Regions from separate parts of the Mus musculus genome. Here regions 1, 3, 4, 5, 6 and 7 are each linked to region 2. The links are chromatin contacts, called in public Hi-C, HiChIP or PLAC-seq and promoter capture Hi-C maps. All regions are on one chromosome and are shown on one strand. The core of a region is the stretch at or near the end of the contact, and the rest is flanking DNA. Distances in the headings are between cores, read along the strand shown.

Evidence for each region. Promoter capture Hi-C pulls out the DNA fragments that hold promoters and counts their contacts. Hi-C and Micro-C count contacts between places; a contact is called where the count stands out from the background. HiChIP or PLAC-seq counts read pairs in DNA pulled down with a chosen protein or histone mark.
Region 1: a contact with region 2 is called in a Hi-C map of embryonic stem cells, with 9 times the contacts expected there. The contact joins the enhancer-like site here to the promoter of St8sia2 in region 2. A contact is called at or near these places in 3 of 484 Hi-C or Micro-C datasets (embryonic stem cells, neural progenitor cells and palatal mesenchyme) and 2 of 115 datasets of contacts at active chromatin or transcription factors (astrocytes and forebrain).
Region 3: a contact with region 2 is called in an H3K4me3 HiChIP or PLAC-seq map of embryonic limb bud, with 5 times the contacts expected there. The contact joins the enhancer-like site here to the promoter of St8sia2 in region 2. A contact is called at or near these places in 3 of 39 promoter capture datasets (cranial neural crest, neural stem cells and second pharyngeal arch cranial neural crest), 1 of 484 Hi-C or Micro-C datasets (cortical neurons), 13 of 115 datasets of contacts at active chromatin or transcription factors (craniofacial prominence, embryonic basal ganglia, embryonic forebrain and 7 more) and 2 of 9 other capture datasets (liver and pancreatic islet).
Region 4: a contact with region 2 is called in an H3K4me3 HiChIP or PLAC-seq map of embryonic forebrain, with 2.7 times the contacts expected there. The contact joins the enhancer-like site here to the promoter of St8sia2 in region 2. A contact is called at or near these places in 6 of 115 datasets of contacts at active chromatin or transcription factors (differentiating embryonic stem cells, embryonic forebrain, embryonic hindbrain and 3 more).
Region 5: a contact with region 2 is called in a promoter capture Hi-C map of embryonic stem cells, with 2.3 times the contacts expected there. The contact joins the promoter of Chaserr here to the promoter of St8sia2 in region 2. A contact is called at or near these places in 2 of 39 promoter capture datasets (both in embryonic stem cells), 9 of 484 Hi-C or Micro-C datasets (all in embryonic stem cells) and 2 of 115 datasets of contacts at active chromatin or transcription factors (both in embryonic stem cells).
Region 6: a contact with region 2 is called in an H3K4me3 HiChIP or PLAC-seq map of embryonic forebrain, with 6 times the contacts expected there. The contact joins the enhancer-like site here to the promoter of St8sia2 in region 2. A contact is called at or near these places in 3 of 39 promoter capture datasets (cranial neural crest, frontonasal cranial neural crest and neural stem cells), 9 of 115 datasets of contacts at active chromatin or transcription factors (embryonic basal ganglia, embryonic forebrain, embryonic hindbrain and 6 more) and 3 of 9 other capture datasets (embryonic stem cells, liver and pancreatic islet).
Region 7: a contact with region 2 is called in an H3K4me3 HiChIP or PLAC-seq map of embryonic hindbrain, with 5 times the contacts expected there. The contact joins the enhancer-like site here to the promoter of St8sia2 in region 2. A contact is called at or near these places in 10 of 115 datasets of contacts at active chromatin or transcription factors (craniofacial prominence, embryonic forebrain, embryonic hindbrain and 5 more) and 1 of 9 other capture datasets (embryonic stem cells).

The regions. Positions count from the first base shown.
Region 1 is chr7:73,516,283-73,518,982 of GRCm38.p6, forward strand. The region is part of intron 3 of Chd2 (chromodomain helicase DNA binding protein 2); the gene reads right to left. Among named protein-coding and RNA genes, the nearest start is that of Chd2, 24 kb to the right of the region's middle. Within about 2 kb of position 1,324, at least 150 of the 459 cell types and tissues checked have an H3K27ac peak or open chromatin away from gene starts, as enhancers often do. A contact at or near this core is called in astrocytes and embryonic stem cells, where this site is marked.
Region 2 is chr7:74,012,367-74,015,066 of GRCm38.p6, forward strand. It overlaps St8sia2 (ST8 alpha-N-acetyl-neuraminide alpha-2,8-sialyltransferase 2), which reads right to left and starts at 1,316. Exons shown (of 6, transcript NM_009181.2): 1 at 1,031-1,316. The coding sequence starts at 1,128.
Region 3 is chr7:74,328,789-74,331,488 of GRCm38.p6, forward strand. All of the region lies in intron 4 of Slco3a1 (solute carrier organic anion transporter family, member 3a1), which reads right to left. Among named protein-coding and RNA genes, the nearest start is that of Slco3a1, 220 kb to the right of the region's middle. Within about 2 kb of position 1,418, at least 33 of the 459 cell types and tissues checked have an H3K27ac peak or open chromatin away from gene starts, as enhancers often do. A contact at or near this core is called in craniofacial prominence, embryonic limb bud and second pharyngeal arch cranial neural crest, where this site is marked.
Region 4 is chr7:73,617,189-73,619,888 of GRCm38.p6, forward strand. No RefSeq gene overlaps it. Among named protein-coding and RNA genes, the nearest start is that of Gm30149, 9.8 kb to the left of the region's middle. Within about 2 kb of position 1,438, at least 332 of the 459 cell types and tissues checked have an H3K27ac peak or open chromatin away from gene starts, as enhancers often do. A contact at or near this core is called in differentiating embryonic stem cells, embryonic forebrain, embryonic stem cells and 2 more, where this site is marked.
Region 5 is chr7:73,556,998-73,559,697 of GRCm38.p6, forward strand. Chaserr (CHD2 adjacent suppressive regulatory RNA) reads right to left here and starts at 1,398. Exons shown (of 5, transcript NR_037569.1): 1 at 1,042-1,398. RefSeq lists a cis regulatory region at 880-1,969.
Region 6 is chr7:74,302,130-74,304,829 of GRCm38.p6, forward strand. It overlaps Slco3a1 (solute carrier organic anion transporter family, member 3a1), which reads right to left. Exons shown (of 10, transcript NM_023908.2): 8 at 993-1,168. Among named protein-coding and RNA genes, the nearest start is that of Slco3a1, 250 kb to the right of the region's middle. Within about 2 kb of position 1,417, at least 31 of the 459 cell types and tissues checked have an H3K27ac peak or open chromatin away from gene starts, as enhancers often do. A contact at or near this core is called in embryonic basal ganglia, embryonic forebrain and forebrain, where this site is marked.
Region 7 is chr7:73,681,738-73,684,437 of GRCm38.p6, forward strand. No RefSeq gene overlaps it. Among named protein-coding and RNA genes, the nearest start is that of Gm26176, 37 kb to the left of the region's middle. Within about 2 kb of position 1,439, at least 3 of the 459 cell types and tissues checked have an H3K27ac peak or open chromatin away from gene starts, as enhancers often do.

The sequences.
Region 1 (2,700 bases), core at 74-2,573, 500 kb before region 2:
GGATTTGAAAATGTAACTCTACAGGAGGGTCCAGCTGAGGAGTTTAGTTTTTCTACTCTCTTCCCCAGAGATTATTATGCTTACAAATGCTCTGTGCTTTTTAGATAAAAATCACAGAAGAGCAAAAGGAATCTGAATGGACTGTGGCACACTGGTGTGAAGATGTTTAATCATGTTTAAACATGTGGAAGAGATGTTAGAAAAGCAAAAGCAGGATTATGGCTCTTATTAAAAACAGACACTAGCCCGGCATGGTGGCGCACGCCTTTAGTCCCAGCACTCAAGAGGCAGAGGCAGGTAAATTTCTGAGTTCAAGGCCAGCCTGGTCTACAAAGTGAGTTCCAGGACAGCCAGGGCTATACAGAGAAACCCTGTCTCGAAAAACAAAACAAAACAAAACAACACAACACAACAGAAACTGAAGTAAATGTCATGAAAACATTCAGAAATTCAGAGCAATGTATATGCAGAGGACAAGAAGCCAGCACAGCCAGTGAATGTTTACAGGGAAGGAAGGGTGTTTTCTCTAGGGAGCCAGCCAGTAAACATTCTAAGCCATGTGGCTATTTCTCTCTGAAACTGTAATAGGAAATCAATCACAAAGCATCCAGGTATAATGGGCAGGGCAGGGAGAGAGCATGACTCCCACAACAGGAGGCATTTCCAAGTCTAGGACAGCACTGGAAACAGGTCCCGCTGTTTCTCTTCAAAGTCTGAATATAATGACTACATTGCCCATGCCTCGCCAGGCACGCACGGTGCAGCATGCCTTTAATCCCAGTGCTTAGGAGGCATCGACAGGCACATCAGTGTGCTTTCAAAGTCAGACAGCCTAGTCTACACAGTGAATTCCAAGACAGCCAGAGCTAAAGACTGAAATCCTAACTAGGGAAAAAACAAGTAGAAAATGGGGTAAAAAAGCAAAAATTCATAAAAGATCAACCAAAAAACAAACAAGACCCCCACAGTATTACTAAGCAAAGGAGAGAATATTAAACAATAAAAAACAACCTACCAAACAAACAAACAAACAAACAAAAATCAGATACAGAAAACAACTTTTAAAAGTTACAAGTGGCCCAAGAATAGGCATTTCAGAACTAGAACCCAATGTAATTCTGTAATTCAATGTATTCCCAAAATAATGACTTTAGAATTATCCCAAATACCCAGGCAGGAGTTAGGAGTACAGTGAAAGAGGCAGATAACTAGCTGCTCACCACACAGGGGGCCAACCTGGGAAAGGAGAGAAGGAGGCTTGTGCTCCAGCCTTTCTGCCCACACCCAGCTACAGAGGAGAAACTCTGTGTATGACTCAGCAGAAAACTTGTGACGCCTTTACTGACTGTGAGGACTCCAAGCTACTCATAGTTCCATACAACTGCCTGTAGGCAGTAAATAAAAACAAGCCAAGGGTGTAGTGGCATATGCCATTTAGTCCCAGTACCTGGGCAGCTGAGGCATGGGGATCTCTATGAGTTTAGGGCAGCCTGATCTACATAGTTCCAGGACAGCCAGGGCTACAAAGTAAGACATACACACACACAAAGCCAGGTATCTTGGCACATGTGTTTAATCACAATACTATAAAGACAGAGGCAGCTGTGAGTTTGAGGTGCCTGGGCTACACAGTGTTGCAGGCCAGTCATGGATTTATAGAGAGATCCTGTCTCACATCAATAAGTAAGTAAACAAACAAACTCTAATGTAAATTTCCCTACTCCTAGCCATCAGCCATCTGATGCCACATAAATGCCAAATACCATTGTGCAGCAACTCTGCTGAACACTAAAACAACTCCTCTGCCTTAAGAGCTCCAAGTGGCTGACTTTTAACTTCATATACTCTGAAATTTTTCACTACTGCCTACAATTTAATATCATCTATAATATGAAAAGTAATATGAATACAAAATTGCATTTTAGACTGTAGCTTAAATTTAAAAGACAACAAAACTTTATTCAGATGTTATTTTTTTTAAAGTGAAAGCAAAGTATTTTGTTCACACACATCTCTCAAATAAAATCTTTATATTTATTTATTTATTAAAGATTTATTTATTACATGTAAGAATACTGCAGTTGTCTTCTGACACTCCAGAAGAGGGAGTCAGATCTCATTACAGATGGTTGTGAGCCACCATGTGGTTGCTGGGATTTGAACTCTGGACCTTTGGAAGAGCAGTCAGGTGCTCTTACCCACTGAGCCATCTCACCAGCCCTCAAATAAAATCTTACAAGTTCCTATGTGGTGGGCTGGGAAGTACCTAAGCTGATGACGTACTTATTTATCAGCAATGCTCAAACCCAACACCACAAAAAAAGATAACACATGCCTTTTTTTTTTTTTTTTTTTTTTTTTTTGAGTCAGACTTTCTCTGTATAGCCCTGGCTGTCCTGAAACTCACTTTGTGGACCAGGCTGGCCTCGAACTCAGAAATCCACCTGCCTCCCAAGTGCTGGGATAAAAGGCATGTGTCACCACGCCCGGCTAACACAAGCCTCTTATCCCAACAGCAGGCACGGGAAGGAGTGGTTCAGAGTCATCCTGACCACGTAGACTACATGATATCCTATGTCCACCTCCCTCCCACCCCCAGAAAAGTTCAGACACCTTCTGATGAAGTCACACAATCACATAATTCTTTTTCACCAAAAAAAGAAATGTATTCCAAGGTTTGGAATCAATGTGAAAATGTTA
Region 2 (2,700 bases), core at 66-2,565:
GGCCACCTCAGAGCCTTGCTGCCTTCCTACATGTTCCACCACGGTTTGGAGGCTCCGGACATGGGTCGGGCTCCGCGTGCAGAAGACTGTAGGATCGGGAGCCAGCTTCAGCCCACGGGACACCCTGATTGATGAGCCCAGCTCAGTTAGACAGCTCATTCCAAGAAGTCCCGAACCAGGCACAGCTGGAGGTGTGGTCCCGCCTACCTCTGAAGAGATAGGGACAAGCTGAGATCGCGCGCTCCTGGGGACCCCGAAGCCCACCGGGCGGCGTTGGAGACTTTCCGACAACCTCCCCGGGTCTTGGCGCCGGCTGTGAGCGCTCAGCAACCTGGGGTTGCCTGGGGCCGTCGCAGGGTTGTCAGAGCACCCAAAGCCAGGGGAGAGCCCTGGTCTCCAGCACCGCGCGCCACACCTTTAGCGGTGCTACCCCCCACGCCCGGATCCTGGGCTGGCCGGCGGGAGGCGTGGGTGCGTACCGGTGTGTTCAGGGCACATTCCCCTTCCCAGGAGTCGGTACGGAGCCCTTCCCACTCATCTCCCGCCAGGGGATTCCCCTCCCCCAGCTCAGAGATCCCCCGCGCGCCCCCTGCCCACTTTGCCAAGGCGAGAAAACGGCCGAGCCGGAGACAAAGAAACTCCTGCCTGCCTCCACTCTCCGTCCTTCTACCCGCCCGAGACACTCCCCGGCGCCCTCCCTCGACCCCGGCGACACCGCGCGCGCACACGCCGGGGGAAGGGACTAGGGGACAGGGAGCAGGGTGGGTGAGTCCGCTTTCCCCACGCCGCGCGGCTACAGCTGCCCGTGCACCCCGCCCGGGGACGCCCCTCGGCAGCCGCGCCCCCATCATCCACTCCCTAAAGCGTCCCGGGCCCCTGACACTGCCACCCCCAGCCCAAACCGCCGGCACTATCCCTCCAGCTGAGCGACAGGGGGGCGCGGCGCACACAAAGCGGATGGGGAGTAAGGAGCCCAGGGGAAGAAGAGATCCCGCCGGGGATGGGGCACGGGCTCAGGGAGGCTATTTACCCGATTTCTTCTTCGATCTCTGAGATGTCTGCGAAGATGAGGAAGACCACGAGCAGCGTAAGCGCGGCCAGCATCCAGCTCCGGAACTGCAGCTGCATGGTGGGGTCGGTGCCCTCCGGGACCCGCGCGCGGGCCGGGGCGAGGAGCTGGGGCTGAAGGAGCCTCCGCGCTCCACGCGCAGCAGGGCACACACCCTGCGCTCCGGGCGAGTCCTGGCCGGCGGCGGCCAAGGCGACAGCAGCAGCAACAGACAAGGGTTGCTCTGGCGCGGCGAGCCCGCTCGCTCTCTCTCCGCTCCTGCCCGCCCCTCCCCTCCCCTCCCTCCTTCTCCCCCCCCCCTTTCCCCCCCGCCCCGCACTGGGCTCCAGGCGCAGTTTGACAGCTTTGCTCCGCGCCTTGCCTGGTCTCCTCCCACTAACTCTAGCGGCCACCCACCCGCCTTTGCTTTTCCTGCCCGAGAGGGCTCAGGGAGCTTGCCACTCCCGGCCTAGGAAGGCTGGGCTCCGGCCATCGAAAGCGACCCGGAGACTGAGCTGAGCCAGACAACTCGGAGCACCCGGGGCTGCTTGGCAAACGCCTAGCGTCGCTCGCTCTTTGTCCAGCGCCCTCGCTTCCTCTCAAAGTTTTCCCGACACAAAGACTAGCACCTTGGGGACGGTCTCCGGCGCGCTGCGAGGAGGCGGTATCCTCTGGGCTACGCTTCAGCAGTTGACGAATTGAAAGGGGAAGTGGAAGAGAGGAGGGGAGAAGAAATGGGCAAGAGGGGCCAACTTCACCAGCGATGTTCATGGCAATTGGTGGGCGAGGTGCTCAGCCTGCACAACACCACCTTCTCTATGGGCGGTCATCTCTGTCCATTTATAGACCCAAGCCCGGGAGCATGGAACTCTCGAGTTGTTTGAGGTCATGGCTAGAACCCAGGGATCCCCGTAGTACCTGCTCTACTTCCAAGAGCAGGCATAGTACCCACATTGTGGCTGGTACTGTACGTGCTTCATCCCCTTAGCTCGTGCTCTTTTCTGGTCTAATCAATAAACCCCTGGAGTCCTATCATGATCAAAAGGCCTTCTAGAAAAATACACTTCCCACAAAGGGAGATGCTCCTCCCCCCCACCCCATACCGAACGATTTCCCTGCTTCAGACCCTTTTAGCTCACTTTACCGTTACCTTTTGCCCTGCTGCGTCAAGAGGGAAGAACCCATTCATTAAGTTTTACTAGAACTAGATTACAACACACACACACACTGGATGTAACTTTTCAGAAGAAGCCAGATCGTCCTTTGGTTAGTGAAGGGTCCTAGAGGTTGCTTGTCAGAGGCGTTGAGAATGTCAATGCAGTGCCCTACTGTTTGGGAAGCACCTGTAGATAAACAGAGATGCCCAGTCGGTTGTCCTCCAGAACAACTCCAAGGAGGAGCTAGTAGTTCCCTTAGTGTAGTTCCCGTGTCTCTCCCAGGCCAAGGTGTGAAGGTCTAGGGAGCTCCCCACACTTCTTCATTGAGGAACAGGCTAAAGGGAGTGGTCTCTGCAGGAGGCCTGCTGGGTTTTGTTGCTGTTTTTATTTTTATTGTTGTTGTTGTTGGTGGTGGTACTGGTGGTAGTGGTGTGATTCAGGACAAGCTCTCACCTGCAGGGAGAGCCTCTATGCCCTGCCTGCTGACAGGATACG
Region 3 (2,700 bases), core at 168-2,667, 320 kb after region 2:
AAGGAGAGCCACAACAAAGAGTCTGGGATTATAGTTTGTCCATTGGGCTTTTGGCCTGCATCATGGTGCTGGGATATCTCCAGGATGCCCTATTCTCCTCCCCTCATCCCCAGCCTGTTCCTCTCTCAGCTGCATCCATGTTAGATCTTCTTAGTCTACTGTAATACTCTTCTCTTAAACTTTTACCACATAGGTTCCCTCCCCCACCCCAGGTGTCCTTTCTTCATTATTCAACCTAGCCTGGAAGAGGCTCCCAGGCATCTAGCCACAGGCACTTAAGGATCCAGGACAGTTGGCTTTTGGCATACACATTCTGAAGCTTATGAACCGTGTTACATCTTGAATGGGCCCAATAGTAGTGTGTGGAGGTTGCATACTCTTATCTTGCTTATGGGGCTCTATTTTTCTTACAGTGTGGTTTCCTGGGCTACAGACACTTCCTCTTATATTGGTGCTTTAACCTTGTCACATAGTCTTCAACCAGCTCTTCTCAGTTGTGCTGTGGTGACATATCCTGGATGGTTCTAGAACAGCCCTGTCTCTTCAGGATTGACACCTTTATTTGATTTATTATTATTGTTATTGTTATTATTATTATTATTATTATTATTATTATTATTGTGTGTGTGTGTGTTGCATAGATGCTTGTGTGCCAAGGCATGTGTATGGAGGTCAGGAGACAGCCTTGGATGTCAGTCTTCGCCTTTGACCTTGAGACAGGCATCTCCTCACTGTTTTCCTACCACACACGGCAGGCTAGCTGGCCTGCAGAGCTGCTGGGAATTCTGTCTCCGCCTCCCATCTCCATGAGGTTAGACACATGTCCTGTTCATCCAGCTTTTATGTAGGCTCTAGGGATTGAAACTCAGGTCCTTATAATTACATGGCAAACACTTTTACCCACTGAACCAACCCCTTAGTCCTTACACCTTTATTTTGATGTCTCTGCTGGACACCAAAATCTATATATGCTCACATCTATTATATAGAACAGTATACTACTTGTCTATAACTCACACCCATGTACCTTAGATCATCTCTAAGCTACTTACATCAACTACAAGGTGCATGTTACCCAAGTAGTTGCTAGAGCACACTGTGCAAGGAGATGATGACAAGGGAGAGATTTGTACTTTTTCAGTACAGATGCAGTTTTCTGTGGACTGCGTTTCAATCAGCGGCTCGTTAGGTTTGTGGATGTAGAACTTCCACAGATGGAAGCCAGTGGTATTTACAAAATAATTAACCAAATATAGCTGATTCATCAAGTGCCATGGCGTAAGACAAGTAAACTGATTTCAAGTAATTTGAAGACAAGTCTTATGTAAATCATAAATCATCTTCTATAAAGAGCAAAGATGGAGGCGAAATATAGGTTACTGAAAACATTGTCCAAGCGGTGTGCTTGTGACTAGACTCGGGGCTGGAAGGGAATCTGGCTCATTGGGGAGAGTGGCTGGCCTAGCATACACAGAGCTTTGGGTTTGATCTCCAAGTCTACACAAAACAGGTGTGGCACATACTGGTTATCCCAGGCCCTGGGAGGAGCAGCAGGAGAATCAGGAGTTTAAGATTATCCTCAGCTATATAATGTGTTTGGGGGCCAGCCTGAGATACATAAGATCCTGTCTCACAAAGAGGATCCGATTTAACTATACTCATATTACTAACAAAAATAAGGAATAGTGACAGGGTGCACTTGTTTCTCTCTGTGCACATGGAAAAGATCAGACACAGAGATTAAGTATTAGAAAAACCCACTAAGTGCCTATGGCCACATAAAATAAACAGGTGGGCTGAGAACCTAACCCTGCACTCCAAGGTGATGAATTAGCCAGCTGTCCTAAAGAAGAGAGCTAATTACACAGGCACAATTGCATCTCCTAGGAGACGAAACCTCCAAATGGCCCATCTAATTAGAATAAAATAATAATAGGAGACACATAAGTTTTTAATAACGCTAACAGACAAGCTCCATGCATCAAAATGACAGAACAATAGGCCGGGGACTGGCAGATATACAAAACTTAAAATTTATCATCTCTGGGAAAGATATCAAGTTTCCAAAGTGAAATTCTCCAGAGAGGAGGATTGAAGGGTTTAGTTACAGCACCGGACTGGACCAAAGGACTGGAAGCTCAGGATTACTGTGAGCTGAGCCATGGATCTGATGTCCAAGGGGATTTAGATGATAACCAGAGATGGCGGCTTCAGCTGTTCAACATGTGTTTCTGAGGCTCTAGGAAGGCAGCCTTAGGGTTAACTGAAAGCACACACAAAAAAATTAAAGTCAAAACTTTACAAAGGCTATGAACAAAGATGGTACACAAACAGCCTCAGGTCCTCGCACTTCATCCTGGTACACTGTGCTTAGAGTTTCCTGGTCTTTATGGGCACGCCGTTTGTATACTTTACAGGCCTTTTAAACATTTATGGCAATCTGACTTCTTAGAAGTATCATTTCAAATAAATGCCTAGGAGTGTTTGCTTTTAAAATCTGTGTTTAAATGTTAGGAAACTTTCCTTTGTTAAATCCATATTGTTTTAAAGTGTTGTACAAATACTCCCAGAACTGTTGACTCTGCAGTGTTTGAAAATGTAGCTTAAGAAATATGGAAAATGAACACAACATAAAATACACAGAGGGTGATCTGCTTTTCACAGTTAAAGGTCTCTTGGGTGTGAAGAATCCATCATGAT
Region 4 (2,700 bases), core at 188-2,687, 400 kb before region 2:
TGGGGTGAAGTAGGTCCCCAAATCCCTTCGTCAAAAATGCACATTTAAGCTTGGGCTCCGCCCACCCCCCAGTCATTGATGTCACTGTCTCACTTGTAGTTTACCACTTAATATCGATGCTGTTTTGATCACGAGCTTGGAGATTTGTCTTAAGCTACTCTCCTCCCTCCCTCCCAACTAACACCGTAATAGTTCCGCATTTTATCCAAAATATTTATTAATTAAACTTCTAAGGTCCTTGGGAGCCAGGTGCTATTTAGAGGGGAGGGGTCTTATTATTTTGAGATAGGCCAAAGGCCTCATAAATCGCAAATATGGGAAAGAATTTGAAACCTATTCTAAAAGGCTTTCAAATCCCAAGGCGACAAATGTCTTATTCTAAATATACCATCACATTCAGAGTAACGTGTGTTAACTTATTTAAAAAGATATAAAACCCAACAAAACCTCACATCTGCGATCCTCAGGCCCATCTAAAATAAATTCCACCGGTCAGGAATGTCTACGGGGTGGGGCAAGTAGAGTTACACGGATTTGGGCAGGAAGGGGAGGCTTCAGGCTTTCGCAGCAATTCCAGGATACTAGACAATTATGCCTAATTTCCTACGTTTTAATACATACAAAACCAGATTTCCCTTTCTTTCTTTTCTTTTTTTTTTTTTTTTTTTTGCTTTTTTTCACAAAAGCCAAACAGACAAGCTTGGATTCTGCCACACTGGCCGCCCCTACAGTGAGGAGGTCCCGAAGCGCCCCGGGGTGGATAGGGGTGGGGTGTGGTCCACCTCCCAGCAGGTTCCATCTCTACCATTGCTGACCCCGGCGGGGTCCACGGTCAGCATTTTTCCTGCTCTTGCTCGCTGTTGGCCTCGCCCTGATCTAATCGCTCCCCTAGGAGGTCGACAACGCTCAGAGGACAAATGCAAAGCGGACAAAGCAAATTAAGGAAAGGCGCCGCGAAGGCCCAAAGGGAGTCCTGGATCCCGGCCAGGGGTCTCGTGATGGGCGCGCTGGCGACCGCACCCTGGGCCTGTCCAAGCGGCCTCCCAAGCTGGCGGAAGCCGGCTACGCCCCGCAGGCTGGGCCCCGACCGGCCCTTCCACTCCGCCCTTCGGGACGCTCCGGGTTCCGAGGGCGCAGGCAAGGCGCCCATCCCCCGCGGCGCCATCTTGTTGTTTTCGTGCATTCCTCCTCCTCCTCCTCCTCGCCCCATCCCCACCCCACCCCACCCCATCCCGGCCACGTGGCGCGCGGCTGCGGAAGAGAAGGCCCCAGCCCAACTTCCGGCCAGACCGGTTCCAGCCGGTTGCGGGACTCAGACGCGCGGCTGCCCCCTGGTGGCCGGACGCGGCGCAGCGGGCCACGCCTTGCCTCCTCCGCCATTTGCTGCGCGGCGCGAGGCACGTCCACACTCTGCCGCCGCCGTCGTCATCCGCCGCCATCCCGAGGGTGCGCGGGTTGCGAGGGGGAGGATGACCCGCGTCAGGCGTGGGAACGCCTCTCTTCCGGAGTGATCAGAAGGTCGCTGCGGCAGAGACGGGCGCTTGGTGTAAAAACTTTACTCGTGCCGCCCGTCTGCCCACCGCAGCCTGTCCTGGGTATTCTGCTTTCTATGTGGATTTCTCGTTAGCGTTTCATTCCAGACTAGCATTTCTCGGGTGTGTGCTGTGGGCGGGGCCCGTGCGGTCTCTTACTTAGACATCCTAGGTGGCTCCCAGGATCACAGTGGTCACACCCGGGGTCACAGACCACTAAGGCGCGGGACGAGGAGCCTGCATCGGAATCTAGGGCAGCGGATGCTTTACTGTGAGGTTCTCTTGGTCAGCATCTTCAGGGACCTCCTTGGAGGTCTCCCCACACTCACCTAAACTGAAAGCTTTGGAGTGAAGGAGACCTGACAGACGTTTAACACGCTCCAAGGGCATTTTGAGACTTACTGAAGACCCTTTATGTACCTGGCAGCCCTTCTAATAATGACGATGCCTTGGGGTGGGGGTGCTAACGCCCGAGCCAGACTTTAATATGGGCAATTCATGTACTTTTCGCCTTGTACTCTCCCTGGCTCACTGCTTTGTCAGAGAGGAAGCTGGTTCCCATTTCCATGGACCGTGCTAGAGTTTTTGAAACAATCCAAATTGTACACGCATTCGCTTGTACGGTATATACATAAAAACGAAGCAAAGGCAACCAAGTTTCAACATGGTTCACCTCCAATAAAGGAGGTAGGTTGCCAGGGCGGACGGGAAAGGTTTGTTTTGTTTTTGTTTTTGTTTTTGTTTTTTTTTTTTGGGTAAGTGTAACTTTCCAACTTGAACTATTTCAGCATTTATTCCAAAGAAAATAAGGAGTTATATTCAGAACGGTGTTAGAGTTAAAACTAGAATCCAATCCAAATGGCTCCAGATTCCCTGCATTCTGTTGACTATAATATAAAAATCTACTTTAGCCGGGCGTGGTGGCGCACGCCTTTAATCCCAGCTCTCAGGAGGCAGAGGCAGGCGGATTTCTGAGTTCCAGGCCAGCATGGTCTACAAAGTGAGTTCCAGGACAGCCCAGGCTACACAGAGAAACCCTGTCTCGAAAAGCTGGGCGGTGGTGGCGCATGCCTTTAATCCCAGCACTTGGGAGGCAGAGGCAGGCGGATTTCTGAGTTTGAGGCCAGCCTGGTCTACAGAGTGAGTTCCAGGACAGCCAGGGCTATAC
Region 5 (2,700 bases), core at 148-2,647, 460 kb before region 2:
TTCCATACTGTTCCGTTTCTAAGCACACCTCGACTTTTATACGTGCAACAAATGCAACAAATATGGCCCCTCTTCATCGCCCATCAATGGCAGTCTTACTTCAGGATTTACACTAAGTAACTTAAAGAGCTCTGCTTTTAGAATATTTCTTAACTTTTACGGCCAAGGTTTCTAATAGTATACACTCTCTTTTAAACAAGATGAATTTTAACTTGTAAAGGGTCGGAACCGCCTCAAGTTAGATTTAACATTCAAGTGAGAAGTTGCTGATAACGGCTTTACCTACTCATTTAAAAAAGTATCAAACAGTACGGTTATGTTCAAGTATCAGGATGTCAAATGGTCTTAACGAAAGTTCTCGGTAAAAATAAGCTGTATTCATCAAACGCCATCATCTTGCACCATAATTATCAAATCTACTTCCTTTAAACTGCCTTGTTGCCGTCGTCATTTTTGAAATACTAGATGCACTCCTGTAACTTGCCTTTTCTAAAAGACAACAAACGTCACGGACGTTTAACAAGCTGAAAGGTACCTTTGCATCTAGAACACTAACAGCCGTTCTCAAAAGCAGCTTAGAAAGAGTTAAAAGCCAACACCCAACAGGGAGAAGGGGGGAAAAAGACAAGTTTTATTTTGGTTTAAGCGAAGTGAGAGGTTCCATTGTTCTTTTAGATCCGACCCCAAAGATGGGTTCCCACCTCACTGGAAAAGATTTTTAAAAGCCCATCAACGGAGGATTGTTGTTATTTCTCGCTAAGTATCGAAGTAACTCACCAGAGCAAGCAGGGGTTCCACGGCGCGGCCGCCGCCCTCTCCCCGCTGGCTCGGACCGCAGCGCGGCGCCCGGCTGGGTATGCAGCGGGAACGCGGTGGCCCGACCCCGTGCTCCCGTGGCATCGGCCCTCCGCGGCAGTGCCCGGGGCTGCGTGTGCAGAGCCAGCCGGCAGCCACCCGCCGCCCCTCCCGCCCGCGCTCAAGGACGTCGTGCTTTTCCTCCCAAGGACAAAGGACAATAAAGGGAGCAGGGGAGCTACTCACCGGGTCGAAGCGCGGCCCCTGCCGCCATCGGCTCGCTCTTCCTCGCGTGTCCAGGACGGGTCGCCCGCCGCAGCCTCCCGCCCGCGGCGCGAAGCCGCCTCCCGGCCGCGCGCGACACCAGCACCGCCGCTGCCGCAGCGGAGCCACGGGCGTCGTGGGCCCGGCCTCCCCGGGCGCTCCGGCCGCGAGCTCCCACATCGCGCGCGGCCGCCTCGCCCCAGCCGCGGCCTCCCCGCTCTCCCAGAGCCCTCCAGGACGCCGGGGTAGCGCTCCCAGCGCAGCGGCGAGCCCACGGGCCGCGGCAGACCGCCTGACAGCTGGGCTTGCTGCTGCCTCTCCGGCCATCTTGTGCCGTGTGTGGTGTCTCTCCCGTCTCCTCGCTCGGCTTTCCTCCCTCCTCCTCCTCCCCCCGCCCCACACACCACACAACATGGCCTCTTCGCTGCGGCGGGAGCTGCGGCGGCGGCTAGAGCTCCGCGGCGCTCCAGCTCGCTCCCCTCCCCCAACCTCCCGCCTGCAGCTCCGGGACCCCCAGTGCGCACGCGCGCCGACACCCGCCCGCGGCGGCCATTGGCTGGGCTAGCTTCCTGCCCTCGCTTCCCGGAGCGGCATCACGCACTTCGTTCGTACCTTCCTCCCGCCCCAACTGCATACTATTGGTCAGTTCTGAACCCACCGCTTCCATGTTCTCAGCACCAATAGGGCTTATTTAATGCCAATCATAGCCCGTGGGCGTTTCAGGAGAGAAGTCCTGACCTGCGATTGGCAGATAGTGAAACTCTGGGTTTGCGGGGAGAGACGTAACTTTCTGCTCCGCAGTGCGGACCCTCGAAGGTAGTTTGTGTACGGACGAGCCATTAAAAGCTAACCTTTCCTGTTTCTGACTTGAGATTTTTTTCGTCCACAAAGGAAGAGGAAGTGATAGAGCGAAAACGACATGATTGACAAGATAAGCAAAAACTGCAGAACCTTCCTTCTTGGGCAAGCGCCATAGCCTCAGGATTTTTTGCCCCTAAGGAACCAGACCACAGGCAGGTTATGACCAGCACATTCGCTAACCTAATATCTGACTTGATATACCACTTATTTGAGGTAATCTAGTAGCATGCCCAGTAGTCCTGAGGGCCTAACAAACCAGCCTCTTAATTCTGATTAGCTGGATCCCACATTTTAGGGCAGCGTTGTTGAAGTGGTAGTTTAAACATGTCTATCCAGCTTTCCCCCAGAGAATTACACAGTACAAGCTTCATTTCCTCTCAAAAACTCCACTCTTTTACATTTCTTCTTCCCACTTCTGCCTGGAAACAAGTTTAGGCAGAATACAAATGAATCTCTGAACCGTCTGTCCTCAAGTATCTAAGGAAGTTGTTCTCGCACAGAAGCGGAATGTGGAAATGTTTCTTTTGGCAAGGGGCTAGGGGAAAAGAAAATATGCTATTAGTTTCCATGAGGGAAAAACACTTTTAAGAAGGGGCTTGCTTGTTGAGATGAGAGGAACAGTTCTAAAATTCTCTTGAAACTTAGTTTGCTCCTGGGTTAAAAATCACATTACTTGATCATGGACCACAAAAGTCGTTCTAGTTCCCTTTTGGAGGGGTGTGGAATCAGGTCTCTTTAACATAGTGTTGGCTGTCCTGATGTTTTTTAACGTTAATTTGA
Region 6 (2,700 bases), core at 167-2,666, 290 kb after region 2:
AGTTTTGTTCCCAATTCTAAGAAGGGGCAAAGTGTCCATACTTTGGTCTTCGTTCTTCTTGAGTTTCATGTGTTTTGCAAATTGTATCTTGTATCTTGGGTATTCTAAGTTTCTGGGCTAATATCCACTTATCAGTGAGTACATATCATTAGAAAGAGAGGCCCATTGGTCTTGCAAACTTTATATGCCTCAGTACAGGGGAACGCCAGGGCCAAGAAGTGGGAGTGGGTGAGTAGGGGAGTGGAGTGGGGAGGGTATAGGGGACTGTTGGGATAGCATTGGAAATGTAAATGAAGAAAATACCTAATAAATTAAAAAAAAATAAGAACTTGGCTCATCTAATGCCATTTTAGTGTGTTTGTGTGTGTGTGTGTGTGTGTGTGTGTGTGTGAGCGTATGCGTGTGTGTGTGTCAGAGGACAACCTTGAACGTTGTTCCATTCCACCTTTGGCTTTGAGACAGAGTCTCCCACTGGCCTAAAACTTCCCTGAATAGGCTAGACTAACAATTTTGCAAGCTTCCAGGGATCTGCCTATCTCTAATCTCACTACCATAACGATTATAAGCAAGATCTACTACGTCCAGGTTTGATATGAGTTACAGGGAAGGACCTCAGTCCCATGCTTGTGAGACAGGAGTACCAGCTGGGCTATCTCCCCAGCCCACTGTTTTCATCTTATTTTACCAACAATCTTACCAAAAAGATCAGTATAGAAGACTTCTCAAAGTTGCCTCATTGGTTATTCCTGGGAGACTATGGAAGTGCCCTTCTACTACTGTCCTGGTGTACCATGAAGAAGCCCCAATTGGTGGAAGGCTTGTGATTGTTTCCTCTTAGCCTACAGCTGCTGTGTTCCTGTCTGCAGCCCCCTCTCACCTTGCTTGCAAGACTCACACAGCTCCGATGCTGGGGAGCCCTGCCAAAATGTGCCAGGTGGAAAGGCATAGGCCAAGCTGACTCTCAGGGACTTGGGGGTGGAGGGACAGCTTACCTGATGAGGATGATGACAGAAGGGGTTTGGGCCATGGCCCCGATCAAGCTGCACACACACATCACACAGAGGAAGGTGAGGAAGGCCTCTTGGCACCCAGGACTGGGACATTTTCCTGGAACCACGCTGGCATTCTCAGGGGGGACAGTGGTGAGGCACGCACAGCCTGTGAGGTTCTGAAAGGGAAGGTTCAGCCATTTAAACTGGGGGTGTCTCTGGTTTCCACACCCGAGGCAATCCATCAGCTAGCCTGTCACAACCTAATTATACATTCTGTGGCATTCCATTAATTGGGCCTGAATAAACGAGTTAGCATTTTTTTTTTAAAGGAGGCTGCAAAAACACATGCAAATAAAGTAATATTTATGGGGAGGAGAGCTGGATTTCCTGTCTCCTGTGTATTTCATTTCCATTCTCAAGAAACCTTCAATAAGCTGCAGTGTAGATAAATGTGTCCCCCCCAATACAATTAGAGAGGAAATTGTGCTTCCACAATATGATAAAACATTGCCAAATTAACATCGTAATTACTTGCCAATTTGTCTTCCCTTTATGCAGTTATAATTACACCGAAGTGTATTAAAAGAAGTAAATCAGGTAACCCCACATCCTGTTGCTGGTTCAGTGCCTGGCATGGCACCCAGAACAAAGGACACACGCTGTCATGCGTGAAGCCATTGTGCCTGGTAGACCCTGATGACAGAAGGAACCTGGAAAACTTGTCCAGTGGCTGAGGAAGCAAAGGGGAGCTAAGGGATTCTGGCAGCTGATAGGATCTTACCGGGAGGAGCTCGAGAGCCCTGATGGGATACATTTATTAATATATGATCAGAGAGGAGAAAGGAAAGCAACCACGTTCCATTTGATCTTCTGAGAGGCTCTGCATCAGCAACCCCCGTTCCCAAGCAAAATTTGCTCTCCTGCTCTCCTGCAAGCTTGCCAGCTCGCTCCAGGAATTTCTGATCGCAGAGGGAGGAGCAGGGGCTGGAGGAGGCTGTTCAGAGTTCCAAGCCAATTAAGGCTCGATAATAATAGTGCAGAGGCCTTTAATGAATACAAAGCGAAAACAATCATAAATGATTCATTGCTTTTCTTTCCAGAGCTGATTGGCTTTCTGAGCGCATGCCTAGCAGGTAAACTCTCCCGAGGGGTCAGGCAGACTCCCTATAAAGCCTGTGTTTCTTCTCTTCTGCCCTTCTCCCTTCGCACTTGGTTCTCTCCTCTTCCTCGCTGCTTTCCCTTTCTTCCATCATGGGATATTCCAGACATGGGGTGTCTTTTTCCATATGAGATAGCTTCAGTGGTGTCTCAAACCCTGGAACTACTAGGGCTTTCCTGCATTGTTGTTTGGAATAGATGGTACCTTCTGGCTGTACATCTTCTAAATAGTGTGCCAGGGTAGGTATCTATGTAAATAGTCCTGTTATATACCTGGGTGTTTATGGCAATTTCCAGGTGCTGAGGCCTGACACCTGTCCACCACCACTTAAGCTATACCTAAAAACTTTACCTGGCTTTTCCAAGAGACCTACCACAGACACCACATCCCTTCATCCTCCAGATGAGCAGTTCCTCTATTCTTCCCATGATCCCTCTGAGCCCTGACCAACACCTGCCCTACAGAGACAATGGGACCTGTCAGACAGGAACAACCTGGGACACTTTCTTAAACTTCTTGCACAATGCAGCAGGACACTAGAGGAAATGC
Region 7 (2,700 bases), core at 189-2,688, 330 kb before region 2:
TGCCCAGGATGCTTGATGGCCTGGGTTCTATCTCCACCATGGCATCACCTGTAGTCCCAGTGCTGGGGAGGGGAGCATAAGCAGAATCGTCAGATGCACAGGGGTCAAGGCCAGCCTGGAACACAGGAAAAATAAAAAGGTAATGCCGACCTCACTGATTCCAAGGGCGCTATCTCCTTATCTCCCGTTGAGATTGCTTGATTTATTTATTGTTTTCTGCTCAGTCAGTCGCTGAGTCTTAGGGCTGAGAAGATGGAGCCGGGACTCCAGCTGTTGTTTTCTGTCCCTACCTGGGCTCTATCTGCTCCACAAGTAAGGAGGTGACCCTTGAGGAGTTTACATATGGAGACTAGCTGACTTTCCTGCCTGTCTTTCTTCTCCGATGGTACCTGGTCATTGTAATTGAATGGTATTTTTAATATTTTCCAAATGCCCCTCTCACCCTTTGTCTGACGATCCGACAAATAGGCGCATGAATTAGGTGGGGCAGGCAGACTTCACTTAAAATGGAAAATGAGGCACAGTGAGGCTAAATGACTTGTCACTCACTGGTCAGCACGATAGCAGAAGGGCAGGGGTCCCACTCAGCCGTCTAGGTCTTTCTTCCCTCCTCTCCCAACCTGTTATCTTTTCAGATGCCAATTATTTGTATTTTTATTTAAAAATTGTGAACATTTTTTATACAGTATGTTTTGATAATATTTATTCCCCTTCTTCAACTCCTTCTAGATCTTTCCTACCCTTTTACCCACTCAGGTGTGTGTGTGTGCGTGTGTGTGTGTGTGTGTGTGTGTGTGTGAATGTATGTCGTGTGTGTGGGACTATCCCAGGAGGCTAGAGAAATGTGTCAGATCCCTGGATCTGGAGGTACAGGGTATGTATCCTATGTGGGTACTGGGAACCGAAATCAGGTTTTTTGGAGAATAGGAAGTGCGTTCTTAACTTGTGAGTAATCACTGCACATCACTGGGGACTTTTAACTGCTAAGGCTAGGGCAAATAGTGTTTTACGAACGATTGAACAGAGTCCAATAGTCAAATCCATTTAATAGGTACAACTAGATTTTACAAATGAAATGGAACAAAATGGATAATATCAGCACTCCTTGTAAGCCAAGTCTTATTAGTCATGTTTGCTGCAAGCCTGCTGCTGTTTGCTTGGGTTTCCAGTCTCCTGCTGTGCTTGGTTGGAAACAGTCTCTTTAGACTTGGATTTGGATGCTGTGAAGCCTTATTATCGGTCGCTTCTGCCTGAGCTTCAGGGAGATTAGATTGCAGCGATGGATTCTTGGGAAGTCTTGCTTTTGCACATCCGGCAATCCAAGGCAGGAATGTATGCACAGACAATAGGACTTTTGATGTACTATGACAGTGGATTAAAAAAGACATTACCGTTGCCCTTGGTTACCTCCCAGAATGTAAAGGAAAGCCCCTATTGTGGAAGACAACACATGCTTTGGACAAGGGACCTGGAAGAATCGAGCTGGATCTGACCCGGAGGCCTCTTCCCTAAGGACTTGGTCTCAGTGCCAGAAGGCATTATATATAAACTGCTAAGAGTAGAAAAGCAGCCACCCAGCTGTGACTCCCAGAACCACAGTGACCAGCATGGCCAGGTGTCCCCAGAGGTGTACAGCATTATCTTGTACCTTAGTAACTGACAGCTGTCTAATTTCACTCGCTCAGTCGGAGGGAATTCATGCCTGGTGCTGTAAATTTAGCCAAATACCCACAGCTGGGGAGGCCATGGAACCGAGAGGAGACACGGCTGCTTTCCTAAGCTGGTGTACTTCTTCACTGCATTTATGTAGCATGAAATATTAAAAACCACCAAGCACGATACCTCCGGCAAGGCTCCGGTGGGCCTTGTTCTCATCTTTGGCCAACTCTCTGATCCGGAGCTCTGAAATCTCACCACCCGACTCACTAGGTTCCCACTGGCGGGTCACTACCATGCTAGTCCCATGCTTCCAAATTCCCATGGCCTTTGGGGGTGCACTTTTTGCAAACCAATGCTTTGCTGCTGTACCTGTCTCTCTTGAACCCAGTTGAGATGCTGTGTGAAGGAAACCACACAAACTTAGTTCAGAATCAGTGGTAACTCAATCACAGGGCACAACAACGAACATCCTAATTATAAGCCATTCTAAGTTAAGTCCTCTGGTAGCGGATCCAAACAGATCCGCCACCTTAATCGGGGGTCTCCACTACCTGTATTTTTACCTTCACGCTCCCATCCTCCAGCCCACACTCCCCTTCTGTCGTTCCTCGGTCCAACCCGGAAGTCTTGCCTACTCACCAAGTGATTGGTTTTTGTATTCATTAGAAGGGTCACATGAAGTCCTGATTCACTCTTGGCCCAGGCAGCCCCTTTTGTGGGGGAAGCTGAATTAGCATAAAATACAAACCGCACCAGGGCTATCCACAACACACTTACTTATTCTTATGCCTACAGGGACGGGTGGTTCTTCTCCCTCGTCTAAGTCAGTGTTTTATTGCTGTGAAGAGACACTCTGATCACAGCAACTGTTATAAAATAAAGCGTTTAACTGGGGCTTACTTACAGTTTCAGAGGTTTAGTCCATTGCCATCTTGATGGGCAGAACGGTGGGATGCAGGCAGACCTTGTCCTGGAGAAGTAGCTGAGGGTTCTATATCTGCAAACTGTAGGCAGCAGGAACAGCAAGACAATGAAATGGGT